Linked DNA regions of Callithrix jacchus: region 2 is linked to region 1. The links are chromatin contacts, called in public Hi-C maps. All regions are on one chromosome and are shown on one strand. Each heading gives the region's core, a stretch centred on a gene start, on an enhancer-like site or on the middle of the called end of the contact. The rest is flanking DNA. Distances are from core to core; before and after follow the strand shown.

Region 1 (4,617 bases), core at 1,120-3,619:
CACAGGCCTCTCCCGTCAAGCTGGTCTGCCACTCCCCTCCTCCCCTCCCCCCGCCCACTTTTGGCTCAGTCTGTCTGTACCTGCTCGGCTCAGAGCACTCCTCCTGACTGCACGCCCTGCATTCACTGGCCCATGGGGTGGGAGCCACCCCATTGCGCCTGGGGTGGGGCAGCTCGCACCGTCTGGCAAATGCCAAGCCTTTTCCCTGCTAGCCTGCCCTTGTTCTCACTTGCCCAGGCTGCACAGTGATGCCCAAGCCACCCAGGTTATTGAAGAGCCATATACTCACGTGCTCTGGGCTTACAGAGGCCAGTGAGGAGGGCAGAGCCTGCCACATAGTCATAGACCCAGGCTGTCCCCACAAGGAAGCTCTGGGGACAGAACCCAGGAAGACCCAGGGGCTGCCCAACACTAGCCACTCCTGATGGACTCAGGCCTTTGCCCAGGCGATCAATGTGGTCAGGAACCCGGGAGCCTGCCCTTTACCCCAGGCCTCTCCAGGCCAGGCCCTGCCCCCACCCCGCCTGAGCAGAGTTGGTCCCACTGTCCCTGCTGTCAAGCCAGGACATACAGCAGCCCCAAGGGCCAGAGATAGCACCTCCAGCGACCCACTGTTACCGAATACCAAGCACATGCCACCACCACCATCCCCCATCGTGGACACTCACAGTCACCCACAAGGCACAAAGTGGTTCACAGCCTTCAGGTTGTGAATGATAAAATGGGGGCGTGGCAGGGGGAAGCTTCCTAGCCATGATCACACAGATGGAAAGTAGTGACATCTGAGTTCACACCCAGGACCTGAGCAGAGTTCATGCCCTTTCTCCCTGCCCCTTAGGAACCAAGGCTGGCCAACTTGTCTCTCCCGGCCCCTGGGCTTCCCGTCTGTGGGCCTGCTCGTGTGCGGGGGGTGGGGAGCTCAGGCTGACTCAGTGCCCTGCTTCCTCTGTCCATGTGGGCAGGAAGGGCTGAGGCAGGCCCAGAGCCTGCCCTCCCTCCCTCTGCCTCTCCAAGCCAGCCTCCTTGGTGGGCTTCCCCATGACCCTGGAGGCCTGGGGACTCCCTGAAAGCATCCTGTCAGCATCCCTCTCCCCAGATGGTCCTGGCTGCGAGTTCCCGGGCATAGCTGCCTACCTGTCTTCCTTCTGCCTGCCCCCTCCAGTGTGTGCCCCATTTGGGCACAGAGCCAGACAGTGGGAGCCTGGCAGGGAGAGGGTGTGGACAGAGTCCTCATTCCCTTGCAGCCGTTGTCCCAGGCCCCCTGTCCTGCCAGGAGTGGCGTGCTGGGAGTGGGGCCCTGAGACAGGCTCCAGCAGGGCCCCTCGAGGGTGTCTGGGTAAAGGACACAGTGGACAGAGTGGTAAGAACCAGGAGCAGGTGGAGCCCAGCCCCTCCTCTGGTCCCACCAGTCCCGAGCCAGTGAGGGCAGCGGCTCACCCAGGCACTGGGAGTTGGTGCAGGGCTGACCTGAACCCACAGTCTGGCTTCCGTCAGGAGGTGGCCATCAGCCCTGCCTTCAGGCGGTTGTGGAAAGAATTCCACTCATTTCATCACCGACCTGTGTCACCTGCAGGGTCACACACGTGTCGTCCAGGCAGGCTGTCCACACGGCCACCCCAGCAGCCCACACGGAGCACCCACCCCTGGCCACAGTCACTTGGAAGGACTTAAGTGTGGCCGCTAGACCAGGAGGCACAGCTGTCCCCAGTGTTGGCAGATGAGCAAACTGAGGCACAGAGAGAGGACAGGAGGTGCTCACAGAGGGCAGGCACCAGGCGCAGAGGCCCAGAGCAGCGGGAAAGTGCTGGGCTGCAGGGGAAGGGGCTGTCCCGGGCCCCTAATTCCCCCAGTCCTTCTGCCATCCGCTGAGATTCCCTGTTGCCCAAGAGAGTTGCAGACGCCCGGGTATCAGTCACTCACACTTCAGTGTGAATCAGCGTCAGTGGGCTGCTTTTCTCGCCCTCTGTGAAGCACGGCCGCAAGACCCCGCCGCGGCGCCAGAGGGGCACGAGGGAGGCGAAACAGACGCGTCGCATCGCCTGTCATCCCTGAACCCCAGGAAAGGGACACCCGGCCCGCGCTCCCTTCAGCAGCGCGCCCCCCCCTCCCCGCCGTGCCAGGCCCCGTGCGCCCTGCGGCGAGGACGCGGAGGCCCCGGGGCCCGGAGAGGCCGCTGCTCACCTGGGACCCCCGAGACCCACTAGGACCTGCCGAGACCCCGAGATTCCCCCGAGACCCCCCCCAGACTGCCGAGACCCGCCACGGAGGCTTACCCGCCGAGCGCTGTACTGGCCCGCCGGCCCTGGGTGGAGGCGGCTGCGCGCTGGGCAGCCAGGCGCTCCCTCCCGCGGGGCCGGCTGCCCGCTGCCCGCCGCCCACAGCTCCGTCCCGCCCCGGCCGCCCTCCTGGCCCCGCCCCGGGCCGGCACCGCCTCTCCCCCGCCGCTCCCGCAGTCCTCGAGCAGAGCGTGGGGCGGGCCGGGACCTCAGGGTGGGCGGGGACTGCACGTGGTGGGAGGAGGCCCCTGGGGGCTCAGGCGCCAGGTCCGCAGGAGGCGCTCAGTACCCGCCGGTGAGCGAGGCAGCCTGTCTGTTCCTCCTGCGTGTCCCTCCCTGTGACAGCCCCATGCCCAGCGAGCTAGGTGGAAAAGGCGCTGTCCACTCCCGCAACCCCGTGGTCCTGATCCTGGGTGACCCCACCCCTGCCCGTGGGTGCGACTCTGGCCCAGGCCAAGACAGGAGCGGAGGAGGCAGAGGGGGCTTGCCGGGCACCGGGGAATCTTGTCTGTTTCCACCTGGCCTCCAGGGTACTTTTCAGCCACTTCCGACCTTGCCTTGGACCAGGTCTGGACCCTAGTGGCTCAGAGGTCTTCTCGGAGGCTGGGAGGCGAAGGAGACCAGGTGCTTTTCACTCGGCCTCCCCTGAGGCTCCCTTTCCTCCACCACCACCCTCTGCAGACTGCCGCCTAATGGTAGACCTACAGACACAGATTCCTCGGTGAAGGGCAGGGGCCCGGAGAGCAGGGGGCTTCCTGGGAGGAAATGGCCTCCTAGCCCTCAGGGCCAGGTGGGTGGAGAGACCAGGCAGGGACTGCAGAGCTGGAGGGTGAACGGAGTCCCCCACTGCAGGGGTCAACTGCTTGGAGCATGGGGGGCTCCTCCCCATGAGGAGTAGGGACTGGACCCTAGGTCCCAGGGCCCAGGAAGCTGTGAACAGAAGAAGGACAGGTTCTTGCTGGGAACCCAAGGGAGCTGGAGGTGGGTGGTGGTGACCTGGCCCTGTCTGACCTCTGTGCTGTGTGCAAGGGGCCAGAGTCCATCAGACAGCAATAACGGGCTGGACGGGATGCTCCAAATCAGGCAGGGGCAGGGGTGTCCAGGGCTGGCCGTGCAGCAGGTGAAGGACTGGGTTTGGGTCCTTCAGGGTGAGATACCTGAGGGCCTCCAGGAGACATTGCCAGGCCAAGCAGTTGCCCAGGATTGCAGCTGGACTGAGTGTGGGCCGAGTCACTGTCCACTTGTCCCCGAGCTGCCCAGCAGTGGGTCCCAGGCCTCAGAAAGGGGATCCCTGGCCACAATAGCTGTCCTCCCTGCGGGAGGAGAGGTTAACTGGGGAGGGGAGTAAGTGGGAGGAACCAGAAAACTAGGTGTCCAGGCCCAGAGTCCAGGCAGAGAGGAGGGACTGGTGCCAACCAGGGAGTGACCAGGACCAAGGCAGGGCCGCTGGAGAGGAAGGGACAAAGCAGGGGAGGGTACAGGAGAATCTTCAGACAACGGGGCCCTTTTCCTCATCTGTGAAATGGAGGAGGGCCTCTACCGGGGAGGCAGCAGGACAGTGGGTGGGGCATGAGAGCAAGCAGATAACCCACCCGGCCCAGGGCCACCCCTCACCCCTACACTGGGGCTGTGACTCTGCCCCAATGGCCTAGCTCTCAGGGCTGAACTTAAACCCCAGCGACGGAGGAGATGGGTGCCGGCCGCCTGGGGCGCTCGCCCTCTAGGGTGCCTGCTCACATCGCCATCTGTAGGTCTCCTGGGCCTGGCTGCCCGGGTCTCAACTGCTCGTCCCAGCCTCAGGTAGCCTGCAGCTCTTCTGCCCACCCCGCATCACAGGCTATCTCACCTTTTCCTGGGCAGGAGGAAGGGGTAGGAACATAGCCGTCGTGGGGCTCAGCGCTATCCTGTGCTCAGTGCTGCTGCTGTCCACACCCCACGGGGCTGCCTCACTCTTGTAAGAGGCCCCATGTGGAGGAGGCTCTAGGCTGGGCCAGGATGGGGCTCCTGACAAAACGCTCACGACCCTGGGGCTGGACGTCTTGATATCCCTGATGTTCAGTTCCGTGAAAGAGATGCCTGCCCCACACCAGACCCCAGGAACCCCAGGACGATACAGCAAAGTCCCTACCCCATGGCTCATGGGAGGAGCAAATGGACAAATGAGCAGATGCCATCGGGTCACAGCAAGTGTCTTGTTCCCTGAGGGGCAGCAGGGGAGAGGGGCAGAAACCAGGAGCCGGGTGGAACAAAGCTGCAGGTGGGTGCCGCCTCGCCAGGGCCTGACTGCAGGGCAGGGTGTGCAGGGCTGGCCTTGGATGCCAGGCCCAGAGCTGATGGAGCA
Region 2 (4,617 bases), core at 816-3,315, 35 kb after region 1:
TAAATCTCTGTTCTTCATAAATGATCCAGTCTGGGGTATTCTGCTACAGCAGCACAAAATGGCCTAAGACACTGTTCTGCTTCACTAATAATAAAATAAATACAAATGAAAAGAGTGAGGTAGCATTTTTCCTCATTGAAGATAAAACTTAGTGGCACCCCCATATATAAAGGCAGGTAAAAGCAGCATTTTATTACTACACATTCCTGTGTGTGCTTACTGTAAGATCGGTCTAATCTCAGCACTTTGGGAGGTCAAGGTGGGCAGTTCACAAGCTTAAGAGATCGCCAACATGGTGAGACCCCTCTCTACTAAAATACAAAAAATTAGCCGGGTGTGGTGGCACAAACCTGTAGTCCCAGCTACTCAGGAGGCTGAGGCAGGGGAATTGCTTGAACCCAGGAGGTGGAGGTTGCAGTAAGCTGAGATCATGCCACTGCACTCCAGCCTGGTGACAGAACAAGACTCCGTCTCAAAAAAAAAAAAAAAAAAAAAAGATCAGTCAGGCCAGGTGTGGTGGCTCATATCTGTAATCCTAGCACTTTGGGAGGCCGAGGCGGGTGGATCACCTGAGGTCAGGAGTTCACGATCAGTCTGGCCAACATGGCAAAACCCCATCTCTACTAAAAATACAAAAATGAGCCAGGCGTGGTGGTGGGCATCTGTAATCCCAGCTACTCAAGAGGCTGAGGCAGGAGAAGTGCTTGAGCCAGAGAGGTGGAGGTTGCAGTGGGCCGAGATCACGCCCCTGCACTTCAGCCTGGGTGACAGAGCAAGACTCTGTCTCAAAAAAAAAAAGATCAGCGGATGAGAATCCCCCAGTTGCACACTCTACTTGGCCAGGTGTTAGCAGGATAGGGCTGTGCTGTCATACAGCCCCCACTGCGCCATGACGGGGACCCCCAACGGCAACTGTGCTCCCTCCCTGCGCTCACAAGTGCAGGAGGCCGCCGAGAGGTGCTCCCTGGCCGGTGTGCACAGACCTGAACTGGTAAAATGCTCTTTTCCCTGTCAATACCACACTTATGGGGGTACTGGGTGGCCCTGTGACAACAGGGACCTGCTGTAGTGCTGCACAGAAATCTGTCAATCCCAAGGCACAGGTTCATATCCCGCTGACTTAACAACCAGGTAAAACTGGGCATCTAAATTATGAGTGTGTTTCAGATTTAGTTTCTACATTTCATCAGATTTATGAACTCTTTCTTTTTTCTTTTCTTTTCTTTCTAGAAACAGAGTCGTGCTTTGTTACCCAGGCTAGACTGTAGTGGCACAGTCACAGCTCCTGGGCTTGTGATCCTCCCGCCTCAGCCTCCCAAACAGCTGAGACTACAGGTGTGCACCACCACACTCAGATAATTTAGTTTTTGCAAAGATGGGGTCTTGCCATCTTGCCCAGGCATGTCTCGAACTCCCAGGCTCAAGGGATCCTCCTGTCTTGGCCTCCCAGAGTGCTAGGATTGCAGGCAGGAGCCACCACATGTGGACACGTGCACATAATTTAAACAGCTACCTAGTTTTACAAGGTTTCTTACGAAAAACAGCAGTTCCCTGTGTTCGCATCGCTGGAGGCAACTGCCTTCAACTTTCAGCTCGTTCTTTTGGTTTCAGCTCCAGATCCCTGAAAAGCATTCTTCCCTTGCTATTCCCTGCCCTCCAGTATCATTATAACTCATCTTTGACTCAGGTCAGTGGTCAGTTTCCATTGTGAGGAGACCGCACAAACTCTCTCATACCTGAGCCACGTAATGTGTCATGGTGACTTCCCCTCCCTGCTCACTCCGTTTCCCCCGGCGTTAATAAATGCTCTTTCTAATTCTGCTCACTTTCTTATTACTAATTCGACTCCGAATTCTGCCAAATGTCCCAACCTCCCCCAAAGCGTCTCAGTCCGTCAGACATTCCGCCAACTCAAAATGGACTCTGAGCGGGGGCCCAGCCTTCAGCCGGGGGCCTCCCTTGGCCAGGCTCTCCGCCCTTCTCTTCAGCAGGATCCCTGCTTCCTGGATCCCACCACTTCCTCTTTCCCAGTTCACTCTTTGACGCACCACACCCTCGGGTCACTTCCTGAGAAAGGGGCCGGGGATGTGCATTTTTTGAGGACTTAGCATTCTGAGGTTCTCTCTTCCAACCTCACTCGCGGTTAGCAGTTTGGCTGAGTGTAAACACCTAGGCTGGAACTCATTGCACTTCAGCGTTCAGAGAGTATTCATTCAGTGACTTCAGCCCTTAGTTGTGTTGTTGAGAAGTCGGAAGGCGTTCTGACCCTGGCCAGTTGCACAGGATCTATTGTTTTTATTTCTGTTTTTGTTTGAGATGGAGTTTCACTTTCTTCACCCAGGCTGGAGTGCAATGGCACAATCTTGGCTCACTGCAACCTCTGCCTCCCGGGTTCAAACAATTCTCCTGCCTTAGCCCCAAAAGCAGCTGGGATTACAGGTGCCTGCTACCACGCCTGGCTAATTTTTTGTATTTTTAGTAGAGACGGAGTTTCACCGTGTTGGCCAGGCTGGTCTGGAACTCCTGGCCTCAGGCGATCTGCCTGCCTCGGCCTCCAAAGTGCTGCGATTCCAAGTGTGAGCCGCTGGTCCAGGCCGAGACCTAGTGTGTCTCTCTGGGTATTTACAGGACCTTCTCCTTGTCTCCCATGTTCTGAAACTCCCTCTGATGTGCCTTAGGCATATATTTATTTTCATTCTTGGTTCTAAGCATTCAACGGGTCCTTTCAATCCAGAAACTTGAGTTTAATTTCTCTTTCTTTCTTTTTTTTTTTTTTTGAGATGGAGTCTCGCTCTGTCACCCAGGCAGTGCAGTGGCACACTCTCAGCTCACTGCAACCTCCGCCTCCCAAGTACAAGTGAGTCTCCTGCCTCAGCCTCCCGAGTAGCTGGGATTACAGGGGTGTACCACCACACATGGCTATTTTTTTTTTTTTTTGAGGCAGAGTCTTGCTCTGTTGCCAGGCTGGAGTGCAGTGGCGTGATCTCGGCTCACGGCAACCTCTGACCCCCGGTTCAAGTGATTCTCCTGCCTCAGCCTCCTAAACAGCTGGGATTACAGGCGTGTGCCACCACACCCAGCTAAGTTTTGTATTTTTAGTAGAGATGGGGTTTCACCATGTTGGCCAGGATGGTCTCAATCTCTTGACCTTGTGACCTGCCCACCTCAGCCTCCCACAGTGCTGGGTCTACAGGCCTGAGCCCCCACGCCTGGCCTACAAATGTCTTTAATACATGACAAAAGCAAGCTGTGGCTTCTTTTCACTGAAGGCTGGAGAGGGGGTAGATCTGTCAAGGCCACCAGGGCCTGCAGGCCACGCACCAGGCTCTCCCCCTCGGGGGCTGTGGGGGCTTCTTGCTGTGCCCGTCCGTCCTCAGCTGCCATGAGCCACACCTATGCATCACTGGAGTTTGTCAGAGGTGCCAGGCCGACAAGTGCCCCTGGGTTCCCTATCCTCCCAGGGATATCCCTCCTTGGGATGCTGGCTGGGAGAGCCCTGCTCTGCTGACCCCTCACTCCTAAGGGGCTCGCAGAAGAGGCCGAGGGTCTGAGAGCTGGCTCCTTGGCCCAAGCCAGGGCTGTCCAAATTCTAAGGTCCCTCTGCTCCCATAGGAAGGCTCAGAATCTTCTAGAAGCCTCTCTCTGGGGCTGGGGTAGATGGGGAAATGGAGCAGGATGGAGAAAAATGATGTTCCTGAACGGGCTCCCGGGGATATAGTGGGTGTGACAGGCAGACCAGGGCCTGCAGGACTGGGCTAGGGAGCTGGCTGGGGGAAGGCAGCAGCGGGGGCAGCTGCGCCTCAACTGAGCCTTTGGTGTGGCATATGAGGCCTGAGTTTGGGGGCATGGGGAGCCTTGCCCTCTGTCCTGAGAGCCACCAGAGCTGTCCACTGGGCTGCTCCCCTAGAGCTGGTCTGAAGACAGGCAAGAGGCATGGCTGTGACCTTCCCTCTCCTGGCACCCCACCCCAGGCAACCCCGGATATTGGGGTCACAGCTCAGCCTCTCCACTTATTCACGCACGCATGCCACATATATTTACTGAGCAGCTAAGCATTCATTCATACATGCATCATTCATTCATTCATTCATTCATTTATTCCACAATCACCTGAGGGCCCTCCCCTGTGCAGCACTGCACCAGACCCGGGAGATACTGAAACTGATCAGGTCACTGCCTACGATGTCCCAACCACTCTCAAATGCCCCATCCGCAACCAAAGCCTCTCTGTTCCAGATGAGGCAGACCCATCCTCCCCGTTGCTCAGGCCAAGGACTTCAGGTCCTCTTTAACTTTCCCTAACACCTGCCTCGCCCCGGTCACTTTGAGTTTCTTGTGGTTGCAGGGAAAATGTACTTCAAACTCAGCGCTTAAAACAACACAAAGTTGCGATCTGATACTTACAGAGGTCAGAAGTCCAACAAGAGCCTCCTGAGCTAAAGTCAAGGTGTTGGCAGGGCCAGGTTCTCTCTGGGGCTCTAGGGCAGAATTCATTCTTGGTGGTTTCCACCCCCTACAGGCCACCTGCATTCCCTGGCTCGTGGCCCCTTCCTCCAGGCTCAAAGTCAGCAACAGTGGGTCAAATCCTTCTCACACTGCATTACTCTGGCCTTCTCT

What was found. Hi-C and Micro-C count contacts between places; a contact is called where the count stands out from the background.
Region 2: a contact with region 1 is called in a Hi-C map of induced pluripotent stem cells, with 2.7 times the contacts expected there. The contact joins the enhancer-like site here to the promoter of SH3BP2 in region 1. A contact is called at or near these places in 2 of 3 Hi-C or Micro-C datasets (induced pluripotent stem cells and skeletal muscle).

Annotation. Positions count from the first base shown.
Region 1 is chr3:190,353,052-190,357,668 of calJac240_pri, forward strand. SH3BP2 (SH3 domain binding protein 2) reads right to left here and starts at 2,370. Exons shown (of 14, transcript XM_078367670.1): 1 at 2,274-2,370.
Region 2 is chr3:190,388,831-190,393,447 of calJac240_pri, forward strand. All of the region lies in intron 1 of LOC128931649 (a long non-coding RNA gene), which reads right to left. Among named protein-coding and RNA genes, the nearest start is that of TNIP2, 13 kb to the right of the region's middle. Within about 2 kb of position 2,066, at least 2 of the 16 cell types and tissues checked have an H3K27ac peak or open chromatin away from gene starts, as enhancers often do.